2 separate regions of the Mus musculus genome follow, and region 2 is linked to region 1. The links are chromatin contacts, called in public HiChIP or PLAC-seq maps. All regions are on one chromosome and are shown on one strand. The core of a region is the stretch at or near the end of the contact, and the rest is flanking DNA. Distances in the headings are between cores, read along the strand shown.

Evidence for each region. HiChIP or PLAC-seq counts read pairs in DNA pulled down with a chosen protein or histone mark.
Region 2: a contact with region 1 is called in an H3K4me3 HiChIP or PLAC-seq map of craniofacial prominence, with 2.4 times the contacts expected there. The contact joins the enhancer-like site here to the promoter of Barx1 in region 1. A contact is called at or near these places in 9 of 39 promoter capture datasets (the 3T3-L1 cell line, the C10 cell line, the SN4741 cell line and 6 more), 3 of 484 Hi-C or Micro-C datasets (embryonic fibroblasts and round spermatid), 6 of 115 datasets of contacts at active chromatin or transcription factors (craniofacial prominence, embryonic basal ganglia, embryonic forebrain and 3 more) and 2 of 9 other capture datasets (adipose tissue and embryonic stem cells).

Annotation. Positions count from the first base shown.
Region 1 is chr13:48,660,785-48,667,676 of GRCm38.p6, forward strand. It overlaps Barx1 (BarH-like homeobox 1), which reads left to right and starts at 2,252. Exons shown (of 4, transcript NM_007526.4): 1 at 2,252-2,555; 2 at 4,242-4,533; 3 at 4,617-4,701; 4 at 5,044-5,723. The coding sequence starts at 2,333. The coding sequence ends at 5,208. Gm36606 (a long non-coding RNA gene) reads right to left here and starts at 2,008. Exons shown (of 4, transcript XR_382336.3): 1 at 1,755-2,008.
Region 2 is chr13:48,760,990-48,767,004 of GRCm38.p6, forward strand. It overlaps the pseudogene Rpl17-ps6. Among named protein-coding and RNA genes, the nearest start is that of Gm36784, 56 kb to the left of the region's middle. Within about 2 kb of position 3,057, at least 6 of the 459 cell types and tissues checked have an H3K27ac peak or open chromatin away from gene starts, as enhancers often do.

The sequences.
Region 1 (6,892 bases), core at 1,002-3,501:
GGCTGAAATTGGAAGGAAGGCGCATAGTGTTCAAATACAGGGTGGCTTCTGTCGGGATCAAAATCAGAGAAGATAGGATGGGAGCTGGCTGGGACTCCTCCCCAGTAGAACCCATTCCAAGCTATACTCCTTCCGATGCCCAAGAGGAAGTGGAGGGGCCTGATGTTGAGCCCTCCAGGGATGGACAGAGTGGAAGCAGTATAGGCAGAAAGGCCTTTGTTCTGGTATAGGTATGGTACCTAGAAAGCCGCTTCTACTCACTGGAATGCCTGAACCAGTCCTTGGATTGAGTTGTATTGAGAAAGGAGGTTGTTGGCCAAGATTCCTATGTCCTGAGTAGACACCGACTTTCCTTTCTGTTCAGTGGGAAGATGCCCATTGCCACTCTGTCTCTGATATGTGTGCGGGTGGTCTTAGTGGGTCCTGTATCACCCTTCTAAAGAGTTATTTTGGTTACCTGATTATCCCCTTTCAGGAGTCTAAAGCAACGGGAAGCCACTAAAGACTGCTTCCCTTCAGTCCTGATGGTGGTCTCCTGACTCAGAAAGTCGCTGCACATTTGGCTGAGCTGTAGCAATGAGCTTTGGGGGGGGGGGGTCTGCATCTCAGCAGAACATTTGGAAAGATGCCCTTTGTCCCCTTCCCAGGCTCAATGGTCAAAGGCTATTGGTCATTTCTTAGTGTCCCGGATGCTACAGTCCAGTAGGCTTCTGAGCCCTCCACCCCAACCCCGTCAGCAGGCAGAAGAAATTATTTCAACTTGGAGAGTTGGGATATAGTGTGATGAACTCAGTTTCCCAGCAGTGAGGGCTTAGGCTCTGTGGAGAGCATTCGTGGGAAGTAGGAGTGGCTTAAAACATGGAGTCCAGTCTAGGAAGGCTGGACAGGGTGGAGACAGAACCCAAGACTCCTGAGAGAGGCAGATAGGAAATACAGCAAGTCCTCTCCTAGCCTCCTGAGGACACCCTACCCTTCTTGCTACCCCTGAACAGCTGGCATGGGTCACCCTGGGTATAGAAAAGTCTCACCTTCCATCCCCACAAACTCCCTGGAGCCAAGAGTCAAGTCTTCCAGACTTGAGACAGCTCAGAAACTGTCAGTGCCAAGACTCAAAGAGGCACACTCAACAGAGGTTAATTTGGGGAGAGAAAAAGAGAATGATCTAACAGCCCCATCTTTAGTCCTGTGAGAGACTGGAGGCTCAGAGATGGAGCTAGGTCCCCAGACTCTCAGAGTATTCCATGATCCCCTGCCTCAAAGTTCATCCAGTGACAGTCTTTCCCCTTTTTATTCATCTGCCCTTATTCTATCCCTTGCTCTAAGTAAACATAACTCAGCCCACTAAGTCTGGTGGTTGCCAGAGAAAATGTGTCCAGGTAAGCTTAAATTAGAAATTTAGGTAAATCCTAGTTGGAGAATCTTTTTTTTTTTCTCCCAGGGTAGCTTCAGAGATTTGAGATCAAAATGGTAAACTGAGGTTGGGGTGGACAGGGAAGGGGGGGAAGTGGTGCACAGGCATGGTCACCACCCTGCGAGTTACACCCCGGTGTATTGCACTGGATCCCTACAGCATCTCGCAGACCTGGGAAAGCTGTTTAAGGCTACCCCTTTCCCAGCTTGGCTTTTGCCCCTCCTCCTCACCACCACTCCAGCCCCTCCCCATCCCACCCAGTCCGCTGGCCTTGCTGCTGTGCCCTCCCCGTGCCCTCCTGCACCTCTGGGGCTCTCTCCTCTCTACGTCTCGGCGCACTCACGTCTAAGAGGCGTCTTGGACACCTTCACATCACTGCCTAGGATCCTGCGTGGTCCTTGCTGTCTGTCTTCAGACTTTTTCACGCCTCTCATTCAAGATCCTCGGTTTGCCCATCTCCGCAGTGTCCTATCCTCAGGGCTGTCCTCTTGGGCGAGCTCTCCTCTTTTTCCCTTGGTCCCGGCCTGCGAGCCCCTATCCCGGGCTCTTTCCCTCCTTCCCTCCTCTCAACCTCCTTTCCTCCCTCCTGGGTCCCTCCCTCCGGCTGGGCCTAGTGGGTGGGGGGCGGCAGCGCGGGGCGGGGCGGGGCAGGGCGGGCGGGGCAAGGCAGTGACGCGGGGCTGGCCAGGCTAGAGGCGCGGCGGCGCGGGGCGGGGACGCAGTCCCGGGTCCGACTGGCCGAGCCCCGCGCGCCCCGCCCGCGCCCTGCGCCTCCGCCCGGCCAGCCGGCGGGGGAGGGGGCATGAGCCGGCGCCCGCGCGCCGCCGCGAGCTGCGGGCCGGCCTAGAGCCCCGCGCGGGCCCCGCGCCGGAGCTTAGCCGCCGTCGCTTCCTAGCCGCGGGCGCATCCCCGGGAGCCGCGATGCAGCGGCCAGGGGAGCCGGGAGCCGCGCGCTTCGGTCCGCCCGAGGGCTGTGCGGATCACCGACCGCATCGCTACCGCAGCTTCATGATCGAAGAGATCCTCACTGAGCCTCCGGGGCCCAAGGGCGCAGCGCCCGCGGCCGCCGCTGCCGCCGCGGGCGAGCTGCTCAAGTTCGGCGTACAGGCGCTGCTGGCCGCCCGGCCCTTCCACAGCCACCTGGGTACGTGCAGCGGCCGCCGCGCAGAGGACTGGGCTTGGCGGGCGGGTGGGAGTCGGAGACCTGGGGTTGTCCGTAATTCATCCTCTTTCTCCCCTGTTTCTGGAGCGACCTGGGATGCAGCTCAGCGCAGGCCCGAGGCACCTACCTCTCTTCGCGCACTCCAACGGGAAAGTGGAGGGTGCGAGCAATGAGCTAGGCAGAAACCAGGCCTTGTGTCCTCGCGTCAGACCAGAAGAGAGTTTGTCTTCTGCTTCAGGGCGGCTTCGAGTTTTTTCGAATCGGGTGATAGGCGAGGCCAGGAGCCAGAGACCGCATCCCTATGGTTGCTACAAAATCAATCTACCGAGCACTCTGGATCAAAATGACTTCAAACCAGGGGAAGCCTGAGTTTCGCGGTAGGGTTGGCTGGGCATAACAGTAGCTGCCCAGACTGGGAAAGCTCTGGAGAAGAGGGTCGTGTCGCATAGTGTTGGATGCCCAAGCCATCCAGGAGCCTTTCAGAACCCCGTGCTTTCCAGTCAGCAACCGACCGAGGCCTGTGCTGCGGCCAGGGTCTCCGTAGGCCTTGTTTGAGGGAAAGAGGCCTGGTTGTGATCCGCTGCCCAGTTGGTCCTTCCATCCCGAGATCTGCTGGGCTTTCGTGCGTCTTGAAGCACTTGCTCAGATCTTTTCTGTCTCCGTCTTGTCTCTTGGGAGATTGTGAGGCAGTCTGCCCTGTACTGCATCTCGGCTTAGGGCTTAGTGACTCTCTTTGGTTGACCTCCTTCCTAGCCTTTTGGTAAAGTGGATCTGTCTCCCCTCTACCTCTCCCCCTCCGCAAGATTCTCTTCCCACTTCCTGCTATGTTTTCTATGCTCCCCTTACCCTGATGGTTCTCAGCCAGGCAGATCCATCCTTTCCAGTATCTCTTTTAGGAGAAGCCTACCAGGAAAGGAAGCGTCCAATATAGACTCCAGCTCAGCTAGCGGCCTCCGGAACCGGCCCCAGATTCTGTCCAGTCTTGGTAGCAGCCAGTCCAGTTTGCCTCTTTGATGTTCATCTGGTTCACAGCCTCTCTGCTGCCGTTCACTATAAAAGGACTCTGTTGTTGGCAATTCGTTTGAAGCGGGCAAACAGCCGATTTAGGGCTAAAGAACATGGAGAGGTCTTCATGCTTCTTGGGGGGAGGGGGTCTGAACAGAGGAAACAAGAAAGACAATTTTCAGGTTCAAAGGATGCTTTGGTGACCCTTTCCTCGCCAATGTCCAAGCCTCAGCCAGTGATGTAGGTACAGCGCCCAGAAAAACAAATGCTCACATTCCACAACGTTCTTTTCCCAATGCAAAAGCTCCCCCACCCCCGCCCCCGCTTCCAAATTCACCCGTTTCTTCTTAGTTTCTCTTTTTCACGAAAGGCATACTCTATGTCCTCGGAGCAGCGAACTTGCTCTAAAGCATCCTGAAATCTCGGAGCCTACTGGCTCATGGGGACTCCAAAAAAGAGCAAAGGATGCGAGGGATACTCTTTTCTAGACTCCTCGGGATAGCTACCTGAAGGAGGGTCGCCCAGGATGCTGGGTTTAAATCCCCAGGGAGTGGCTGGTTCGGGCTCCCAAACGCAGCAAAGCGCTGTGGCGTGGGAGGCTGGAATCCAGTTCACCCAGATCTTTCTCTCTTCTCTCTCTCCCCTTCTCTCTTTGCTCTGTAGCGGTGCTGAAGGCTGAGCAGGCCGCAGTGTTCAAGTTCCCACTGGCGCCGCTCGGCTGCTCCGGGCTGGGCTCGGCGTTGTTGGCCGCCGGGCCTGGGATGCCCGGCCCCGCAGGCGCATCGCACCTGCCGCTGGAGCTGCAACTCCGCGGGAAGCTGGAAGCAGCTGGCTCTGGTGAACCTGGCGCGAAAGCCAAGAAAGGACGCCGGAGTCGCACCGTATTCACTGAGCTGCAGCTGATGGGGCTGGAGAAACGCTTCGAGAAGCAGAAGTACCTCTCTACCCCTGACAGGTAGTGCCGGGCAAGACTGGGCTCGAGGGAAGGGTAGGCAGGTGGTGGCCTGACCCGCTGAGGGTGTGCGTTACTCTTTCCAGAATAGATCTAGCTGAGTCCCTGGGCCTGAGCCAGTTACAGGTGAAGACGTGGTATCAAAATCGGAGGATGAAATGGAAGAAAATAGTAAGTGTGGCTGGTGGCTTCCTGCGGGCTGGGGTTTCCTGGGCTTTGTCCTTGGTGTCCTCCAAGAAATACCTTCCCGCCCTCCTCACACTAAGACTTCTGCCCATCCCATCCCGTGAACTGCTGTGTCTGCTTGGGTTCATTAGGACAGAACCCCCATCCCCGGCACCTCCTGGCAGCTTCTAACTCCTCCATCTTCCGCTCGTTCTCCTCAGCAGTTCTTTAAACCTCCACCGTTTCTTTAGGGCCTAGAGTCACTGTGATGCCGTGGTTGGGCCCTGGGCATCCGGTGGTCCTTGATCGGATTCTTTCCTCACCTAGTACTGTTCATTCACGGAACAGGTGCTGCAAGGTGGCGGCCTGGAGTCCCCCACCAAGCCCAAGGGACGGCCCAAGAAGAACTCCATCCCCACGAGCGAGCAGCTCACGGAGCAAGAGCGTGCCAAGGAGACAGAGAAGCCAGCGGAGACGCCGGGCGAGCCCAGCGACCGAAATTGCGAGGACTGAGCGTCGCCGAGGATGCGGCTGGCGCGGTCGGCGGGGACCCAGGAGCTGGCCCTTCCGCGTCCATGCCGTTTGCTTTCTAATCATTTCATTACTACTTTGAATGCGGACAATTAAGGGCCAGACAAGGAAGGACACAGGCCCGGAAGCCAATCCCAGGTGTCAGCGAGCTTCTGTCCCCAGTCTGGGAGACTTGTGTCCAGCGTGGCCGAAGCTTCTGGTCTTTCTCGGACCTCCGCAGTGTGCGGCGCTCCACGCTCATTCACGCCCCGCTCCTTGCCCACACTTTTATCCCCGGCCTCCAGCCGGCCTTCTGGGCCCGGACACCGGCAGGCACACACTTACTTCCGCGCCTTGGGGACCCCGCCACCGGGTGCAGGTCCCTATGGCCCTGCCCTGCAGAGCAGAGTCGTCTCTAGCAGATCAGCTGATACCTGGCCTCCCCATGTCGCTGAGGCTTCTACCCCTCTCTTACAAAGACGGTGACTCTTTTTTCCAATAAAATATTTTATGACACAGTGGGGGACTTGATAGCGGGCTTCCGAATTCGTGAGGGATAGAGGGGCCATGAGGTAGGAAATTGCAAGCGGTGCCTACTGGTTACCTACTGGCCCAAGCACTGCAGTTACTTAGGTATTAACCCTGAGTGTGAGGGGCCAGTATAGACTCTCCCTTCCCAGGTGTGGGGTTCCTGGAGGGGGGGGCACCATCAGAGATATCAGTCAGCCACCATTTCAGAAGTGTCCCAGAGCTCTGAGTTGATTAGGTCTCCTGGAACTTCCTTAGGAAGTCCCTGATCAGTTCTTTTGATGCTCCCAACCAAAAAGGTCTCAGTTGGGGTTTTTTTTTTTGGGGGGGGTGATCATATGACATTCCGTCTCTGTGTTTGGTGTTTGGGGGTCATGGTGACCACCTGTTTACTAGCTAAAGCTCAGAAAGGGAGTACAACTTGACCATGCCGTTTTTTGTTTTTGCTTTTTTGGGGTTTTTTTTGTTTTTGTTTTTGTTTTTGTTTTTGTTTTTTTGGACACATTATCATTCGAAGTCATGTCCTTTCGTGTCCCCAAAATGCTGTAGGCTTTGTGATTTGGTTTTGGGTTTGGATTTTGGTAGTCCTTACTTTAAAACAAGGTCTCACGTCCTTATCCTCACTGCCCTGGAACTTGCTATGTAGACTAGGTTAGTCTTGAACTCAGAGTGTGGCCTGCCTCTGCCTCCCAAATGATGGGATTAAAACACACACACACACACACACACACACACACACACACACACACACACACAGTAAGGCTTTTAAGTTTAAGAATGTGGTAGTCACCTGTGTTGGTGGTTATCCTCTTTATTTTTAAAATATTGTATTTTCCTGTGAGTGAGTGTGTGTGTGTGTGTGTGTGTGTGTGTGTGTGTGTGTGTGTGTGTGGTGGAGTGGGTATGTGCACCTGAGTGCAGCTGCGGGGCAGGGCTAGAGAAATCCAGAGTCCCTGGGAGCTGGAGTAGGGGCAGTTGTGAGCCGAGGGATACAAGGGGTACAAGGGACATGGATGCTGGGATGCAGCATTTGGGGATTCTGCAAGATCAGCATTGGAGCTCTCAAGTGCTCTTCTGCCTCTCCAGCTCCAGACTTTCTATGTCTGCTTAGATGCTCCCTTCCTAGAACCCAGTTTACACTGCTCCTTGCAATTTCCAG
Region 2 (6,015 bases), core at 1,807-4,306, 100 kb after region 1:
TAAGAATGCACTGGGGTTCAGGACCGTCTGCAGGCTATGGAGTCATCGATCATACGAGGGAGGCTTTGGACCAGGTGGAGCAAAGGCAGCCTTTTAGTGAATCCACCTCCCTTAATGGACTCATTTATAACTCGCAAGACTGGGTCGCACTTTTCCTCCATAGCTTCAAGGAGGCCTGCCAGCATGGCGGAGAGCAACTCACAGCTGTTGACTGTGATTGAGGAAGCCAGGAAAACCAAAATAGGAGGAGACAAAGGCCAGTGAAAGGAGGGGCCTGTGCCTGACATACACAGGCAGACTCTCTGTACTATGCAGGAGGCGGGAAAAGAGAGAGAGGCCATCTTTAGCTCATTCTAGAAACAGTGAGCCATTAGCTTGGATCAGAGAGTTCCCCCTGGTTGTCAGACCTTCAGGCCAGAACACCTCAGTCCCCATGACTGTGCTGGCTTACATGACGATTGGTGTCCCCCATCCCCACCCCAAGTTAGTAACTGAAAACAGCATGCCTTTATTAACAGCTTTTTGTGAATCTGGAAGGCGGGAACAACTTGGTCACATGGGTCTACCCTGAAGCTGTAGGCTCGACATCAGGTGACTTTACTGGACCGGGTGGACCTGCCTCTGAACTCACCCTATGACTGCTGGCTAGAAATCTCAGCTTCCCACCACAGGGGCCTGTCCCAGGGTAGTCTGAGGGCACTTGAACATGTCACCTACCCCAGAGTAGGTGATCTGAGAAATTGGTCAGCAGGGAGGGAGCAGAGGAAGGTTATACAGAGAGAGGAGAGAGAGAGAGAGAGAGAGAGAGAGAGAGAGAGAGAGAGACCCACAGACAAACAGAAGAAAGTATTCAGAAACAATTACCCTCACCTCTGCTACTATATGTCAAATATTGGGTTGAACAATATCCCTCAAGACCCAGGCATACCCAGAAACTTGGGATGTGAGACTGGAACTCTCAACTTGGTTGGGAGATGGGAACCTGAAGATATGACTAAGATAAAGTTAGAGCAGGCTAGCCTGGGACTTAATTCTAGATTCATAGAAGATAACCACTGACAGATACAGAGCCAGAGGAGATGGCAGGAGGCCTGTGATCATGAGGGCAGAGGTTGGGGTGATGGATCTATAAGCCAAGTGTTATCCATAGGCCTTTAATGTGCCCAGGAGCCCCTGTGTCAACCTGCTTGGTTCCCATCCCACGGCGCTACTGCAGAGTGGTGGAAACTTCAGGGAGCGGGGCCAAGTGGAAGGAAGTTAGGGTGTGGTACCATGGCCTTGAAGGGAATATTGAGATGCTGCCCTTTCCTCTGCTTCTTGGTTGCTGTGAAGTGAGTGCCCTTCTATCACTGGCTTCCACTTCGATGACCAAGCCCAAGGCAATGAAGCCAGAGGTTGGTGGCCCCAAACCTTTGAGGCTCTGAGCCAAAGTCAACCTTTTCAGTTGATCGCCTCAGGTGTTTTGTCACAGTAATGGAAGGCTGACCCAGCATGCTGCAGATGGCCAACAGCATTAGAGATGCAACAGAGGCTCGAGATGGAACAGAGGTGCAAGATGGATGCCCCCTTTGGAATTTCAGGAGGTTGCAAGCCCGGTAGACACAGTGACTCCAAAGCCCTGGCCTCCAGAACTGCGGGAAGATAAATCCGTGCCAAGCAAGCCACCCGCCTTGCACTGAGTTAACACATACCACAGCAGCTTTGAGCCAACCTAGGCTACAAAGTGAGAAGAAAGTTGCTGCTCCACACCCAACTGGTCTAGGGTAGTGGGGAACACAGCAGAAGCAGTGAGACTGTGGGAGGAGCCTTGACTGCATCTTCGGCTTTGAGGTGGGTTCCTGGGTCAGGAGCTCCATCTCCTGCAACATCATACTGGGGGTGGGGGAGGGGGATAAGGCATCCCACAAGCAGCAGTTAGGACAGCTGTGTTTCTGCAGGCTGGGCAAATGCCAGTGCCAACCATGATACCCAAGGACGTAATCTCTGAACACAATAATCCCCAAATTGGGAAAAAATTAAAGTAAGAGAAGTTTCGCTGTCATCGTTGTTTTATGCTGAATTTATTCCTGCACCGTAAGGCTTTATTTCTTCGGTTCCTTCTTGGTATCTCTTTCTTCTGTGCAGCCTCCTCTTCTGGCTTTTGGAGAAATGTGTCCCTTTTCAGTGAGGGTCATCTCAGTGTGGCAGGGGGAGTTCACGCATGAGCTAATCCATCCGTGAGCCCTGGGAGTCTGTCCTCGGATCTTTGGTGCTTTGTGACACATTCAGTGACTAGAGACTCTCCAGCTAAGCCCTTCCGTTCAGCATCATTCTCTGTATGTGTAATCACGTGCAGCCAAAATTCAGCACTTCTTGGCCACTAACCCTGTTGTCCAGCCTCACTGTTTGGCCTGGATGCACCTACCAACCCCACGGTTATACTGCCAGAACGGCACATGTGGCTTCTTTAAAGTGGCACCTTAGGTACTTGGTGGCTTTCTGGATATGTACAATCTTGATGGCCTGGGTAGTTTCCCATATATTCCTAAAGTGAACATGAGATTTGAATGTTTTGATTTTGTAGGGGCTTCTGAGTCAAGAGAGCAACAAAGCATCTTCCCGGGTCACCTCGGGTTGCTTACAGGAAGAGGGGAAACATTTTAAGGAGAAAAAAACCTACAAAGACAATTGAATATATGATAGAGCGGGTTGCAGGGATAGATTCCGGGCAATCGCATGGAGGGGACCAGGGTCAGGCTGGCTTTCCTGGATGTACTGTGGTGATCACTTTTTTCCCAGGACATGGAGAGTCTGTTGAAGGTGCTCACATGCGCGCTTTCCTGGTCCTGCTCTTTCTAAGGCTCTTCTGTGGTTCATCGTTCACCAACACACACGTCCCTGTTAAACTGTCCCATCTTGGGTACACATGTTTAAGCTTTAGGCTCCTAAATGCCCTCTGTCCAGACGCTTGTTCCCACATACAGACTGTCACTGAGCTGATAGGCAATGTGTGTGACCCAGCAGCAACACCCTTGCGCAAGTGTCACTCGGCCTCCTCAGACAAAGGCAGCCTTTCCTTGTTGCTGTGCAGGGTTCCCCTTCTCATCAGATCCTGTTTGCCTGACAATGGAGTTCAGCCCTCTTGCATAATCCTTTTCTCCCTTGTCAGATGCAGATTAAGGGATTTTTTCTCAAGATTCCTGTTGGTGTAATTTTAAAAACACGATTGCTCTGGCTAGACTCTGGGATCAGTGTCCACCCTCCGCCATCTCGCTCAGCCCCCCACAGCTAGCAAATGCCTTTCTCATAAACACCACCGGGAGCTTTGATCACTCTGCACTGACCAAGCACCTCCTCAGCTAGCTCCGCCAGCTGCCAACCACCACCAACTGACCTGCCACTGTGCCCTTTCTCCTGCTCATCTGAGTCACTGAGGATGGAAAACACCAGACAGCCTTAATATTTTAATACCAGCCGGGTAACACAACCACTGGGAGTGGAATCTATTGTCCTAAACTCAACAGTTACCCTTATCAGAATTCTTCCGGTGGTGATGGCGGAGACTGTCACCCGTTCTAATAGCCTCCAGGCCTACAGGGTGGATGTGATTCTCCTGTCTCTCTCTCTCTCTCTCTCTCTCTCCTTCTCTTCCTCCTCCTCCTCCTCCTCCTCCTCTTCCTCCTGGGACCTGGAAATCCCACCTCTATTCCTTTGCCCAGCAATTGGCTTCTACCATCTTTATTGACGCCATCAAGAAGCAATTAGGGAACCAGATTTTAGCTATCAGGTCCTCCCCCTATGGATTCCAGTATTCAGGAAGACAGTCTTTAAGAGCTATGATTTGGGGAGCTTTACATTTTAGTGATTTTGCTCTTTGGGGGACCAATATTTGAGACTACAGTGTATCTTTTGGAAGTGTGGTGGGTACTCCAGGCTTAGGGAATGGTTTTCAGCTAACACCGGGCAGCCACTCAGGTTGAATGGCAACTTCGTGGCTGATTCCACAGACGATCTTCACTTTTCTACCGAGACCCAACGGCAGAGCAAGAGTGGACTCAAAGGAGGGCAGTCATCTCTGCAGTCAGGGCCTTGCTCCCACATCCCAGCAACCGGAAATTCACCTGCCCAAGGCTCCAAACAGCAGCTGCCACCAACGCTCCAAGTACCATTGGATCTGCTGGAACTGGTGGTCCAAGTCTCCAAGTCACCTGCACAATGTCCTGGACCTATTGCAATGGAATATAATCCCAGGCCACACCCAAAGCCTGTCTCTTTTGGGTGGCTCAGTCAACAGGTCAGAGGGGCAACTCATCAGCATGAAGAAGCCCACCAGGCCTCAGGCCTCTTTCTTGATTGTGCACACGAGTGACCGGATGCAAGTTGATATTTCACCCTGTGTGATGGCTAACACAGATCACTAACAAGTCAGGGACTAGAGTCACCTGGAGACAAACATCTGGGCACGTCACATCTGTGAGGGGATTTTAGGTTAGGATAATTGAAGTGAAAACCCCCACCCTAAATGTGGACAGCAATGTGACCAGTTGCCTCACGTCCCTGTCACCATGCCTTTCCCACCATGATGGACTGGACCTTTAGAGTGTGACCCAAAATAAACCATTCCGTCCTTAAGTGCTTCTGTCAGGCATTTTGTTACAGCAGCATCATGTCCCATACAACAGGCCCATAGAACTTTTGCCAAGGTGGAAGTCCTGGATTGTCTCCTCTGTAATATGTAAATGTCTTACCCATCAGGGTGGAGTTGTTGCCATTTCCTTACTAGGTACCCTCAGCACAATGCTGTCAACCCAATAGATCAGTGTGATGTCAGGGAAATATGAGAGTGAGTCTTGTGAACAAATTATAGTCGAGCTAGAGAGTTGGCATGCCTCTGAGCAAGGATGGTGGCTGAAGGTGTAGTGCTGGCCTTGTTGGCTGAAAGCAAACCACTTCTGGTTGTGTCCATGGACAGGGCTGTTGGGAAAGTATTTGTTGCATCTGTGGTTGCACATCTGGTCCCAAGGCATGAGTTCACATATCCAAGTGTACTGGCTGGCTTTGTGTGTCAACTTGACACAGGTTGGAGTTATCACAGAGAAAGGAGCTTCAGTTGGGGAAGTGTCTCCATGAAATCCAGCTGTGGGGCATTTTCTCAGCTGGTGATTAAGAGGGGAGGGCCCATTGTGCGTGGTGCCATCCCTGGATTGGTAGTCTTGGGTTCTAGAAGAGAGCAAGCTGAGCAAGCCAAGGGAAGCAAGCCAGTAAGCAGCACCCTCCATGGCCACTGCATCAGCTCCTGCTTCCTGACCTACATGAGTTCCAGTCCTGACTTCCTTGGTGATGAACAGCAATGTGGAAAGTGTAAGCTGAATAAACCCTTTCCTCCCCAAATTGCTTCTTGGTCATGATGTTTGTGCAAGAACAGAAACCCTGACAAAGACACCAAAAAATAAAACCACATCTGGCGTGACAGCTGCAAGTGTAGTCTCTGCTTGGCAGAGATTAGGACCATCTCCATCCCTCTCCCGAATCTGTCTCTCTTGCTGAATGCAAATAGGAGATACAAATAGAGACATGGAAGTCACCGCCCCTCACATTACACCTCTAGTTTTCCAAATAATTATACTTGGTTGACTGTTTCAGTGGTGGAGGTTATTCTAACAGATCCTACATGGTCCTTCCCATCTTTGTGGCCCTCACTTCATATATTGAAGAACAAATTTGAGATTCTATCATGTTCAGAGACTTAAGGACCCCAGCCCATTCCTAGAGACTATACATGAGGGCTGCATGCCCTGTATGAGTTGGGATGGATCCTGAGGCTCACGTCTGTCAGCCACCATCATGCCAGCATTACCTACTATAACATTAAGCCCAAAACACCTGCCTAGCAAACAAACACAGTCCAGCACCTTCTTCCTGCCTGACACTGTGCCCCTTCAGCCATTGTTTGACAGCCTTAGTATCTGTTCATTCTCATGTGTGCTCCCCTAAATTTCTGTCGGAGTCAGTGCACAGCAACTGGGTGGTTTGGGG